4 separate regions of the Zea mays genome follow, and regions 1, 2 and 3 are each linked to region 4. The links are chromatin contacts, called in public Hi-C maps. All regions are on one chromosome and are shown on one strand. Each heading gives the region's core, a stretch centred on a gene start, on an enhancer-like site or on the middle of the called end of the contact. The rest is flanking DNA. Distances are from core to core; before and after follow the strand shown. Region 1 holds the start of LOC100192470. Region 2 holds the start of LOC103643361 (replication protein A 70 kDa DNA-binding subunit B). Region 3 holds the start of LOC100192592 (DNA excision repair protein ERCC-1). Region 4 holds the start of LOC100191316 (Mitochondrial arginine transporter BAC1).

The links. A called contact is a pair of places that touch in the nucleus more often than the background predicts.
Region 1: a contact with region 4 is called in a Hi-C map of endosperm, with 2.7 times the contacts expected there. The contact joins the promoter of LOC100192470 here to the promoter of LOC100191316 in region 4. A contact is called at or near these places in 7 of 25 Hi-C or Micro-C datasets (bundle sheath, ear, endosperm and 2 more).
Region 2: a contact with region 4 is called in a Hi-C map of ear, with 2.3 times the contacts expected there. The contact joins the promoter of LOC103643361 here to the promoter of LOC100191316 in region 4. A contact is called at or near these places in 3 of 25 Hi-C or Micro-C datasets (ear, root tip and tassel).
Region 3: a contact with region 4 is called in a Hi-C map of leaf mesophyll, with 4 times the contacts expected there. The contact joins the promoter of LOC100192592 here to the promoter of LOC100191316 in region 4. A contact is called at or near these places in 2 of 25 Hi-C or Micro-C datasets (leaf mesophyll and tassel).

Annotation. Positions count from the first base shown.
Region 1 is chr1:228,221,519-228,224,714 of Zm-B73-REFERENCE-NAM-5.0, forward strand. It overlaps LOC100192470, which reads right to left and starts at 1,735. Exons shown (of 1, transcript NM_001137690.2): 1 at 191-1,735. The coding sequence starts at 1,619. The coding sequence ends at 438.
Region 2 is chr1:227,906,471-227,909,983 of Zm-B73-REFERENCE-NAM-5.0, forward strand. It overlaps LOC103643361 (replication protein A 70 kDa DNA-binding subunit B), which reads right to left and starts at 1,914. Exons shown (of 17, transcript XM_020546721.3): 1 at 1,453-1,914; 2 at 860-935. LOC103645322 (putative E3 ubiquitin-protein ligase RING1a) reads right to left here. Exons shown (of 12, transcript XM_008668396.2): 9 at 3,274-3,513; 10 at 3,087-3,194; 11 at 2,843-3,016; 12 at 2,138-2,769. The coding sequence ends at 2,737. It overlaps LOC103643360 (probable polyribonucleotide nucleotidyltransferase 1, chloroplastic), which reads left to right. Exons shown (of 3, transcript XM_020546723.1): 1 at 1-11; 2 at 122-169; 3 at 272-409. The coding sequence ends at 394.
Region 3 is chr1:228,323,683-228,326,926 of Zm-B73-REFERENCE-NAM-5.0, forward strand. LOC100192592 (DNA excision repair protein ERCC-1) reads left to right here and starts at 1,592. Exons shown (of 9, transcript NM_001137807.1): 1 at 1,592-1,912; 2 at 1,998-2,067; 3 at 2,177-2,280; 4 at 2,998-3,097; 5 at 3,194-3,244. The coding sequence starts at 1,635.
Region 4 is chr1:228,078,041-228,081,365 of Zm-B73-REFERENCE-NAM-5.0, forward strand. It overlaps LOC100191316 (Mitochondrial arginine transporter BAC1), which reads right to left and starts at 1,799. Exons shown (of 8, transcript NM_001279970.1): 1 at 1,554-1,799.

The DNA of each region.
Region 1 (3,196 bases), core at 485-2,984, 140 kb after region 4:
GCAAACCTACCCTTAAGCTATAAAAGGGAGGGCTGGTAGCCGAAGAGGGAAAAGGGAACATAACGCAAGACAACACGGCCACCACGGCGGACTTAAGTATGGACATTCCATCCGAACCAGTATAATCATTGCATCCTACTTGCATACTATCCGGACCTAAAACATGCATCACTCGAAACACCGACAAAATGTTGCATCATGCTTTCACAACTTGATTTCAATTTTTTTGGCTTGAAAACCATGAAAGAACACTATACTTCGGATGTTGATTTTAAGGATGTGTTGATGACTTACAAAGAAGGAAGAAACTTGGAACAAATACTTCCTAGCTAATGCAATCAAACAAGTGTAACTTGCATTGCCGAAACCACGGTTTAGCTATCCAGGCTTAGGCGGCTATGAAAAAAACACCCATAGAGACAAAATGACCACAGTGGCTAGTAGTTGGGGAAGAACCATCCACGGCGCGCCCACCCGGCCGATTCTCGCCGGCCGTCGTCAGGTTTGATGGTCAAGATCTCCAGGTGGCGCCCCCGCTGTCTTTCCATGCCCAACACCCTGACGACCCCGTCCGGGTGGCCACGGTCGACGAGGTAGATGCGATTGACGCGAGCGCGGTACCAGGGGAACTCCGCCCGCGAGAGCGCGAACGCGCGATTCCGCCCCAGGAACAGACTGTTCCATCCGAGGTCCACCACGCGCACCAGCCGCACCGTCCTATCCCCGAGCCAATCCACCCTGTGCACCTCCACCGCACGCGCGAACCCGCTGCCGATCTTGATGCCCCCGTCGTCCACGCCCGCCATGTCGTCGTCCGAGTTGTACATGACGTCGTCGTGCACCGAGACGAGGAGCAGCTGGCGGTCACACTCCACCAGGTGCGTCTCGACGACGCGCCTCCCTTCGCCAGGGAGCTTGTCGTTGTCCGAGACGACGGCGTCGCCGTTCGCGTCGACGTGCTCGAGTGGGATGACCGCGGGCGCGTCCCCGTCGACCTCGCAGATGCAGATCGAGGACTTGAAGGCCACATAGAACCGCCCCCTGTAGTGCTCGACAGCGGCGTAGCCGGTCACGCTGAAATCGAGCCGCGTCCACGCCCCAGTGACGGAGCTGTAGTACGCGAGGCAGGTCGTCGGGAACCCGACGGCCACCGCGGCCCACTCGGTGGCCGTGGCGGGGTCGCCCGACAGCACGATGGTGGTCAAGTCGAGCCACTTCTTGAAGAAGCCGATGGGCGGGAGGCGGACGCGCCTGCCTGTCAAGGGGTTGAGGAGGAGGATGACCTTGGGGCTGATCCTCGGGTCCGAGAGCGCGAGGTAGCCGTGGGACGAGGAGAGGTACTCCAGCCCCGATGGCACGTTCGCGGCGAAGGGCAGGAGGGCGACGCTGGGGGCGAGCCAGAATGACGAAATTTCGCTGGCGCCCTGGCCGGAGCGGTCGGTGCGGGAGCCGACGAGCCAAGGGCGCGGGCGCCACGCGGCGGCGGCGGCGCCCCAGTCCGCGCAGACGGCGCGGAAACGGACGCGGTGAGCGTCGGCAGGGAGGAGGGCGAATATGCTGAGCAGCAGGTCCGCCGGCAGAGAGGACCACCCCGTGCCGCCCCTGCCGCCGCACGCCATGCCCGGCTGAGGCGCCGAGGAGAGGGAGAGGTTATGTCCAACTCCAACCTGTCTGCGCTCGGTGTCTTTCACGCGGCTGGCTCTGGCTTGCCTGCCCAAGCAAAGAAGGGGCAAGGGGGCTCAAACTGAAGCATAGCGGTGAAAAATGCAGCGTTCGCTGAAGTCAACATGCGCGGCTGGTGCGGAGCGGAGCCGATTTTTTTTTATTTTAGTCCTTTTCTTAAAAAAAATCACATTTAGATTATATATTATTTAATGTCGTTTTTACCATTTAGGCTGGCTCCAACAGCCGACAGGTAAAATGGGCAGGCAAAAAGTTTTTTACCCTGTGTATGAAGAAATACATGTCCTCTTGTTTCCAACAAAGAAGGTAAAATAGCTGAATGGAGAGTAGTGAATGATAAGAGACAAACATGGGACCAGATATCAGAGGCACAAGAAAAAATGTCTGGTTTCCATCGCACCATCTAAATTCGCTTTTCTCTCTCCTTAATATCATTTTGCCTGGCTAGGATGGCTCCCCTTTTGGAAACGTGTAGCATAACATGAAGAGACAAATTAGCTTTGGTTGGCCATTTACATGGTCTATTAGAGCTAGTCTTACTCGACGCTATAGTCTATAGCGTCGAGGTACCAGATGTGTCAGACTCTGATGTTGAGCGGTCACGTACAAACTCGCTGCCATATGAGCGGCATTGACTCGGTTGGAACTCGGGAGCTCTGCTTAATAACGAAATCTATTCAAACAGTAACAAATCTAGCTAAAAATATTGTAGAGGTCATAAAAACGACTTTACTATATTATACAAATTTTTATAAACTTTAACAGTGTTTTGCTAGGATTTATAAAATTCCTCGGGATCCGCTGATCCCGTGAACCTCTCTAAATTTGCCCCTGTATTGAAACTAACTTACACTCCTTGTCGTTCCTTTTTGTTAGCACATGCATCCTAGTGCGCACACGTATGATACCTCCGCAACTACTAGTATATGTCGTTGTTTAAAATGTATTTTCTTTTTTCTTACAAATATGGTCTTTTATATCAACAAAATGTTAGTGCAGTATAGGAAAAATAAATCGGACCAAAATAAAATAAAATCAACCAAAATAATGTACGTAACTGAAAGCAAAAGGACGAAAAAGAACATAAGCTTTATTTGGCAGCGATCTCGGCGCCATAGGTCACGACGTCAAGCTACGTCAAGCTCGACCACGTACGCACTAACTCAGCCACGTATGCACCACCTCAACGTCTAGAGTCCTGCGTATCCTTCACTCGGCGTCATAGATCATGGCGTCAAGACGTGTTACTTCAACGTTGTGAGTTATGACGTCAATTAAAAGATCAAAAACGATATTAAATCGTCCAGAGATCTAAATGTAAAAAAAATAAGAAAAGGAGCTGAAATGTAATAAAAAATCGGAGAGCGGAGCATAGCGACATGCGCGCAAGATTTTTTCGGTGATTTTGACGGGGTCTTTTTTTTCTCTGCAGCGCGACACGGCGGCGAGCCGGCGAACCGGGACCCGGGAACCCCGAAAACGGGAGCTGTTGACACTGACACGATGGGTTCGT
Region 2 (3,513 bases), core at 664-3,163, 170 kb before region 4:
TGGATTTGAAGGTGTGACATGTATTTTGTTCTGAATTTGGTACTTGGAACTGCATTAGCATGGTCAGTATATGTTGTTCTGTTCAAAGCTCAGATTTCTTATCTGTAAGCCCTTGTTGCAGATTGCTGGTAATGAAAGTGGCATATCTGCATTTCAGATGGACATTAAGGTTGTAATGACGATATAGATTTGGAAGTATTTGTCATGCATTTTTGCTATTAGGAGGCTTTGCTACATTGGTTAAATCTGTCTGGTTCTTGCACTGTGGCAGGTAGTTGGGATAACTCTACCTGTGATGGAGAAAGCACTCCTTCAAGCTAGGGAAGGGAGACAACATATTCTAAGTAAGTCTGTACTAAGACAAAGTAGCTGTAAAATGTGTAGGGCAAAATGAATCACGACACCACTCTGTTTCTCCCCAAAAAAGTATAGTTCCAAGAAACTGTTGCGGGACATAGTAACATCTAAGCAAGTGCCACATGACCACACCTATTCTGAAAAAATGCAGACAGCCTATCCATGGACACCAAATCAACATAATAACAAAGAGAGGACTGTATGCCTGTATCCATGTCTGTATCAAGCGAAATGGGAAACAACTATCTACGCATGCAAATAGAAGAGAAAGTAGCTGTAAAATGTGCAGGACAAAATGAATCAAGACACCACTCTGTTTGTCCCCAAAAAAGTAGAGTTCCAAGAAACTAATGTGGGACATAAGGACATCTAATCAACGCTGCAGAAGAGGGATGGTGGACATAAGGACATCTAATCAACAACTATCTAAAAATGCAGACAGTGTATCCATGGACACCAAATCAACATAACCAAGAGAGGGATGGTGGAAGGAGCCGCTCACCTCGAATAGCTGCAGAAGAGACCGAGAGGAGAGCCTGAGGACTTGCGCGTGTCTGCCCTGCTGCTACGTAGCAGATCTACAAGAACAACAGTTCCTATGAGCTAACACACATGACGCAATCAAGAGACGACCAAGAACCAACACAAGAGAAATTAGCATCAGAAGAAAGGAACGGACGATGAGAACGACGGAGTCGACGAGGAGAAAGGCGCTTCCGCCGGGTACCAGGCCGACGGAAAGAGGAAAACACCAGCGTAGGGGCTCCATATATGTAGCAGAAAGCTGCGGGATGGGCGCTATGGTGAAGGACACGAGAACAGTGAGGCTGCACTGTTGATAAAGCACAGGCGACGGGACGGAAGAACAGCGAAGGGGCTCCATATTTGTGGGATTTTAAAATACGGTGAACAACCCTCACCTAACGTCATGGGCAGAGGCACCGGAGCACAGCGACGCGTGACGACCTCCACAGGAGATTTACAGCGGCGCAATGGCCTCGCTAACGGCGATTTTCGAAAATCGTAGATCTACAGTTGCCAACGCGTTGTACCCCGGTGCGTGCGCTTTTGGAGAAGGCGAGGCGGCGCACTCACCTGGCTAACGGCGAAGCGCCGGCCGCAAGCCCCCGCCGTCCTTGGCCCGTGCCGCTCCGTCGCAGATCCGGCCGCCGCGCCGTTCGTGGAAGACCCGGTCGGAGCCGTCCAGGTCGCGACACGACTCCCGGGGCAGGCGTGGACGAAGCCAGCTCCTCTCTCGCAGGCACGACGGCCGTCCTCAGGCGCGGACGCCGGCGCGTCGCCGTGGGAGGCCGTGTCGCAGAGGCCCAGGTCCGAGCCGTCCATATCGCGGCACGACTGTCGGGGCACGTGTGGACGAAGCGATCCCCTATCCCGCAGGCACGACAGCCGTCCTCAAGCGCGGACGCCGGCGCGTTCCCGTCGGAGCCCGTGTCGCAGACGCGAAGAAGACGGGTCGCTGGGAGAAGACGGGTCGCCGGTGGAGGAGACAGGTAGACAGGTCAGTGGTGGACGTGGCTCCAACTGCACGAAACGCTGTGTAGACGGTACCACACACGCACGCGTCGGTGCGTAAGACGCTGAGATCGCGTGAAACACTCTCAGGGCAGCACCAGCGTGTATCCTTTAACTAGAAGTAATGCCTAGCATCTCACAGTTTTAAACAGTGCAAAATGCGAGTTTCTCAAGGGCGTAGCGGCGTTGTTTTCTAAAATTGTTGACTCGACCTTTTTTGTGTGGAAGAAACTGCCTGCTAACAACATTCGCAAAGGAAGAATACATTGCCTTGTAGTTTGTATAAGTACAGATATAATAAAATAGTAACACTCTGGTATAACCAGCTCAAGGTTAAATACGACTGTCCTTGTGCCGTACAAAGAAACGACAAAAAAAGTAATTTCTGTTACATATATATTTTTTATAAGATTTATGTTACATGTATCTGGGAAGTCGTTCGCAGCACGGACTGGCTGCCGCCTGAAGAATATGAACCGATGAATTACAAAAGCTGAAACTGGTGAACTGTGGAAGTAAAACAACTTGACCACTCGAGGAAATAACTCAGCCTTCACCCAACCGAGAAATTCCCCCAAATGCCGGCAGTGGAGACCAGATTTTGGGTTGCAGCGAGGTGAACTGTGGAAGCCAATCTGACTCTTCTGAAACTATTCGTTGACAACGTACGCACATTTATCTCACATCTCACAAGCTAATTATACAACAACTAGTCTCCCCCAACGTTTTTTTTCCTTCCAAGTTGTATTCAAGAGCCCAAACCTGTCATTTCGTCAAGGGATCACGATGAAGATATGTATAAACAAAAAACACTTCCATTTGAACTAATGGGCCTTCACTCAGCATCTAGTTAGCCACTTTTATGGCATACACCAGCTCCTGAAATGAAGAGTATAACATTTAGAATAAACGTGAACGGGTCTAATCAGATAATCTAAGTGTTTGATCTCACCAGAACCCCATTAGGAAATGTGAACGAGGAGCGCAAGTCTGAAAGGCGTTCCTCCCCTGCGAGCCTTGCTTTGTCAGGACCGCATGTATTAGTGCTGACAGGCTTGCTACAAGAAGGCTTCAGCGCATACATCTCAACTTCTTCATCTTTGTGAGATGTCTGACTGGCGACAAACTACACAGAGACATTCGTCTGTAAGTTCTGATTTCTGACGATGGACACAAGTGTTTCAACAAGTACTGACCTGACAAAGTTGTTTGATGGACAGAGTTGGGCCGCAACACAGATATGACTTCTCCAGATTTGGTGCCGTTTGTCCATCAAGTGGAAGCAGACAAAGATGTACATCACGCTGTCAAATAAAGTTAGTAACTAAGCAATGCAACACTCCAATAAACAAGGAAACATATCACGTGCACTTTTGTGTTCACCTCGCCTTCATTGTCGTCAGAATTTCGCAAGCACTCAACCAACTTGATCATGCGCCCACCCTTGACCATCCTGCCATTTGAACCACTGAAGCTACTGTGGCGAGTCTGACTGCGAGTGCCATTCTTTCCCCATGCTCGTAGAGGAGATGTGCTGAAATTTTCCCTGGATATTCCTACATCATCCTTTTCATCAGAAGCAACCTCATCATTGCATGCTCGGGCAGGTGAAGAACGCGGTGT
Region 3 (3,244 bases), core at 342-2,841, 250 kb after region 4:
TACTCCCTCAGATCTTTTTTATTTGACGTTTGCTAGTGTAAAATTAAACTATCATGCGTCAAATAAAAGAAAATGGAGGTAGTAGTTTCTAAGCCCTATGGCTTGTAATTTTTTTTGCCTCTTCGGTTTAGAATCATTTGCTAGCTTGGGAATTGTTTTTGCTTCTCCTAGCTCGATGGTTTGCTCTCTAGTCTCTCCCTCCCTCCATCTCTCTAGACTAGCAGGAGCCTAGCATGTGCTGCCCGAGGTCTTGCTACTAGCCTAATATATAAATCTGCAGGACAAATGTAGGTGGTCGTAGCCTGCTCTTGTGCATGTTTGTTATCCTGTGCTTGTGAAGCTTGCACTGTGTCGGATGGATATACATACATATAACTATGACTCAGTGAGGCGAGAGGACAGAGGACAGACCGGCAGAGACGGCGCGACAACAGATGTAAGTTTGCAGCTCTTCAGCACAGTCCAGCTAGACTCGAACACGAGCTCTTCTAAAAATGTTTTGGACCTGCGCCCCGGGCCGTGGCCCAGGCGGCCATGGGCCTGGGTCCGCCCCTGACTGGACATGGTTTGGGAGCAAAGGGGAATGAGTAGAGCGGCTTGTGATGACAAGAGGATGGGTTGGGTGATGTAAATGAGTTAACGGATCTGCTAATTAGAAATGGTAACGGGTCAGATTTGAGTCGGATGGATTAAAAACCCTTCAGCGATCACACCCAAGAAGTTTACCTAAACTCGTCTGCAATCGCACCATGGGTGTCATTCCAAACCCTCACCTGAACATGTTGGGTTACTCGCGAGTTTTTTACTCATTGTACACTTTTAAATGATAATTCAACAATAAACAATTAAGTGTCAACAATAATTGAGTTATATCTAGGGATTTTAAGTCTTCTCACGTTGAACAACAACAAAATATTCCATGAATCATTGGTCAAGTTATTTATTTAAAATAAGTACTATTGTATCTTAATCATTTTTGCGCAAAATAAAAATAAACCAAATTTTGGGTCAGAGGTAGGTCACTCACGTGTTCAAATAAAAATCTACACCCACACTTACGAAACTTCGGGTCGGGTCCGAGTGCATTCGTAGGTCAAAATCTTTATCTATACTCGCAGTCGTAGTGTTTGGGGTTTTAAGAGTTAAATTTCCATCTCTGTGCCAAACTGCCAATGAGTTTACGATCTGATGTGTTTTTTGCAATATGAGATATATCAAAATACTTAGAAAAACATCTAGTTTTTATCATATTTTTATGATTTTTATATTTTTCAAAACTTTAAACGAAATTCTTAGAAATTTGAATCCCGATCAGCACTGAGAACGAGAAAATTTTCCGAATTTCGTTAAAATTCGTCCGAGAAATTATTCCCTGCTTGTGAGCTGTTTGGTACAAAAGCGAGTAAAACAGTTTCTCAAGCCGACGGTGAATCTCTACGAAACGGCCTCTTGGTCCAAATCAGGCCCATGGATTTGGCCCAAACATGGCATCCCCTCCGCAACTGCTACTCGCACATCTCCGGGCAGACAGGCCCGGCGGCCCCCATGGGTTCCGTGCAGGTGCAGCGTGTCGCCACTGACTCCGCGTCCGTCCGTCCCCCATACGGCCACGCCTCTGGGTCTCCCGCGCTGCCATGGACGGGGGAAGAGAGCAGCAGGCGCCGCCGGAGTCGCAGCCCGGTAAGAACCTCATCAAGATCCCGTCCTATCAGGAGGTCTTCGGCACCGGCGCCTCCACCTCTTCCTCGAAGCCGCCATCCTACAACCCTCCTGTAGCCACCTCCGCCGCCGCCGCCGCTTCATCCTCGTCGTCGTCCTCGGGATCATTCTCGCAGGCTTTTTCTTTCCTCAAGTCCTCCGAGTTCTACTCACCTCCGCCGCCGCCGCCTCCCCAGCCCACCACCACCCCGAGGTACCTATACTGTCCTCCCTCTCTCCCTCTTCTCAGTACCTGCGACGCCGGCCTCGACTCTGACGTGCCAGGTTTGCTGGCGCAGGCCGACTCAAGCTAGCCCCTCAGCGCCGACTCCCCAAAGCAAGAACTCCATTCTCGTCAGTCATAGGCAGGTACTGGGGCGTGGTTTGTGGCACCATGACACTTTTGACCTCTTTGAGGTTCTTGTCCCCTTGTTCTAAAGCAAATTTCGTGTCTTTTTTATTCATTCTTGTTCGACAGAGAGGAAACCCTCTGCTGAAGCACATTAGGAATGCTAGATGGACGTTCGCCGATGTCGTGCCGGACTATGTGCTTGGGCAATCGTCATGTGCCTTGTACTTAAGGTTAGAGCAACTCCAATAGTTCTTTAGAAAAAAGCTTCCTAAACCTATGTTTAACAAATTGCTAAATAGTTATTGGGAGTAAAAAAAATAGCTTGGTCTCCAACAATTCCTCATATTTAGACAATAGTTGTGTCACGCACGTCAAACCTGGCGGTCTCGCTACACGGAAAATGAAAAAAAGACCACGCTAGACTTGGCTACCTCGCTATGCGGGAAATAAAAAAAATGAACACGTAGTTGTAAAGAAATTGAAGACAACTACATTTAGGGAGTTGCTATGGAGTTGCCAAATCTGGAGAGTAAATGAGGTTGGATAACAAGTAACTAATTTAGCAAGTCCATTTGAAGAACTATTGGAGAAGCGTTTTTCTATTTACTTCTTAAAGTTAAGATTTACAGAGTTGTTTAGAGAACTATTGGGCTTATCGTGTCTTCAGTGATAGTCTTTAGAAATCCTGAATTGGACTTGTGTAGATTAGTTGAATGTGAAATCTACCAGGAGACATCATTTTCATGCCTGTATATTATTAGACAGTGTCATGAGGTATTCTTTTGTTGTGAGCAAAAACTATCTGGTTTTACTTCTCTGAGCTGTACTGTGCTGTAGCAATTATCAATGTTGATTAGTATTAGGGCAAATGGTGCCACAGAGTGTGTTTGTTGTGGTTCTGTTGTACTGTGGTTTTTACCGTTCAGTTTCTGTTGTTATGGATGCAGTATCAGGTACCATCTTCTACATCCAGACTACTTGTACTATCGGATAAGAGAGCTGCAGAAGAATTTCAGGCTGCGTGTCATCTTGTGCCATGTTGATGTTGTAAGTTTCAGTCACTTAACCAACATACCTGCTTTCCCAAAGTATAATCACTTTGAAGCATCTCAACTTAAAAATCTAGCATTTTCGCTGTCATAGGAAGATGTAATCAAGCCTTTGCATGAAATTACAAGAACAGCGCTGCTTCAT
Region 4 (3,325 bases), core at 549-3,048:
AGTTTTAGCTAGGGATGCCTTGGCCAAAAGGAGAAAGGTAGAGGATGAAGGTTGTATGTTTTGTGCAGATAAGGAATCTGTTCAACATGTGTTTTTTTGACTGTGTAGTGGCTAAGCAACGCTGGGTTTTGATCTAAGAAATTGTTGGGATCAAAGTGTGAGAAAGTATAGTTGAGATCGGGAAATTTAGGCTTAGTAACAAAAAACATGGATTATTGAATATTATTACTTCTACTGTTCTTTGGTCTATATGGAAACTTAGAAATGATCTTTGTTTTCAGAATACTGGTTGGAGAAGCATGGAAATGCTGCTTTTCAGGATTCTTGGGCTTTTACAGAATTGGATAGTTCTGTGCGCCGCAGACAAAAAAGAGATGCTGAAGGTTTATATGAGCAAGATCAAGGCATCGACAAGGATGGTTCTGTGGTTACCCAATGTAACCCATAGCACTGTCTAAAAATTCACAGGGGAGACACTGAAGATGATGCTAGTTGGAGCAAGACCTCTGATGCTTTGTTGACTGAGCAAGAGAAGGTTTCGGCAACCTGGTGGAGATCTTTGAACGCCTCGTTGGAGTTCGTGTAGTAGTTTGCTTGGTTGGTCTGTAGGTCTTTAGCGAAAGGACCTCTAGCTGAGTTGGTTAGGTGGTCTGAGTAGCACTCCTCAGGTCCTGGGTTCGACTCCCCGTGGGAGCGAATTTCAGGCTGTGGTTAAAAAAATCCCCTCGTCTGTCCCATGCCAAAGCACAGGTCTAAGGCTCAGCCCCGGTCGTGGTCGTTCTCACATGGGCTTTGATGCCGCTGTGTATGGGTGGGGCAGGGGTTCGGGGGTTTTCTCGACCTGTGTGAGAAGGTCTTCTTCTTAATTCAATGCCCGGGGGCTGTCTTACCCCTCGCAGGTCGAGTCTGTAGGTCTTTACAGCGTGGTCGGTCTTATGGTTTTGATGCCGAAGGCTCGGTTTTCTGTTTCAGTGTCTGGTTGCTGTAAGGGCATGTACAGTGGTGTTTAATGTGGAGTCTCTTAAGGTGTTTAAGGGGGTTATTTGCAAAAAAATCTTAGAGCCGTCTCTCCGTGAAGAGACGCCTCTGGCTCGTAAACCAAGTAGCAACAGACGCCTCACTTCCCACTATACGAATTTGTCGTCTGTTATATCGATCTGATGCTATACAAATACATTTAATTCTGTATTTATTAATAGACTACGTTTATAGACACTCCATTGTACAATAGAGTCTCTTAGTTGTCTCCTGTGCTTGGAGAACCGTTTTGGTGTTTCTCCACTGTACATGCCCTAAGGTGAATGGTACCCTGTTCCGGCGGGGGCTGGGGCTGTTGGACTTCTACTCTGCGTTGTAACCTACTGTTGGTCTTCTGATTTCAATTGAAAGGAACTCCAAAAAAGGCAGTGTAGGATATCTATGTGCTGATTAAACCTCGTCGTTTGGACCTAACATGGCTGAAAGCCTGAAACAAGACCAACCAAGAACGCAGATAAAAATTGCGGGAGAGCGGAGCATAAGAAGCCAATATCGAAGAGGAGAGAGAAATATACCTTGACCGTGTCGAACGGGTGGCCGACTACGACCTGAGCGACGCCGGCGGCGGATCCGGCGACGTACTCCTTGGCCGCGTCGCCCGCTCCGGCCATCTGAAGAACTGGCGGCAGGCCCAACTCGAATGTCTGCGAAGAGGGAAATGCAGAACTGGGGGACAAGCGGAGAGGATGGCCCTGTCCCACCGGAATTCCGGCGCCGTCGTATGACAGCGACCAGCAAATGCGGGGAGGAGAAACGAAGGAACGAGGAAGGGCCGGGTCCTGTTCTGTTCTGTCCTCTACTGCTTAAAAAGTAGATTCAATCGGATGATACTGTTGCAATTGTAATTAGGGCATGTATAGTGATGTTTAACGTAAAGTCTCTTAAGTTGTTTAATTGCAAAAAAATCGTGGCACCGACTCTTCACGAAGAGATGGCTTTTGATGGTAACCCAAGCAGCAACATACGTCTCACTTCATTCTATATGAATTCGTCGTTTGTTCTATCGATCTGATGTTGTACAAACACATTTACTTCTATATTTATTAATAAACTACATTTATAGACATTCTATTATATAATAGAGTCTCTTAGTTGTCTCTTGTGCTTGGAGAACAATTTTAGTGTCCCTCCACTATATATACCCTTAAAAAGTAAAATACGGTCCTAGAATTTAGCATATTGTGTTACTTGTAGTCTTATATCTTTAAATTCTCAAAATTAGAGATAGCAAATGGCATATTTTACCTACGGTCACATTTTACCCGCGTGCCTGCGGGATCCTATAGTGTGCGGGTTTAAATGTGAGTTTGTTTTGTACTTAAAATGTTGTGTCATTTAGATCTTCGAACTCTCAAAACTAGGGATGACAATGTGTCATTTGGGTCTTCGGACTCGACATGTTGTGCCTCTGGACCTTGAAGGTGATGACCTCTTCGGACACCTAGTTGCGGGTAGAATTGGACACCTTCTTGACGTCATCAAGGGCCTGGTGACCATTGCTGCTCTCGTGGTGTACTAGGGTAGTTTTGGTACGCTAGCCTACGAAGGTTGTGACCACCTTGATTGTCTTGTGCCCAACGGCTACATTATAGATTGAAGTGTGTACACCAAACCTAGCCTCGCCAGCTCCAACCCATTGAAAACAGATCGCATGTGTGTGTGGGGGGGGGGTCTTAGGCTCGAACGTTGTAAGCGAGCGGTCGCTTGGGGGAGCTAGAGCAAGTACGTTTTTTGACTTATGTCTATTGGATGCCCTTCACGTGCATATTTATTATGTGTATTTTTAGGCAAGACAACAAGTGAATACTTCGTTGGCACCATTGTGGCCTTTAGATGTCGTTGTTTGTGTGACGTCGCTAGATTGTCAGAGTCCGTCATTGGACTCCAAGGAGTATTTATAATTTTTTAGCTCAAGGGGCTCTTCAAATACTGAAGATACTTAGGAGAGTTTGAGGACTTCTTAGGCAACATCTCCTTAGTTCCCCTCGTTATCCACGAGGGTGCACCGCCTCAGAGGGCAAAGAGGAGGTGTTGGAGGCCTTGCTAGAAGGTCTTGGTGTTAGGAGGGACTATAAATCGTAATTTCTATAGGGACTTTTTAGACGTGGTCTACGGTGCGACCGTGTACGTTAAGTCCCAAATAATTCCTTTGAAAGATAATGACGAGGGGGGTCTTCAAATGACGCCAACATGGAGGGGTAGAAGTATCCTTTGACGGTACTAAGGACATGTATGTCGCCTTGGGGTGAATAGGCAAATAAGAACATTAGCCAAAACTAGAATTTTC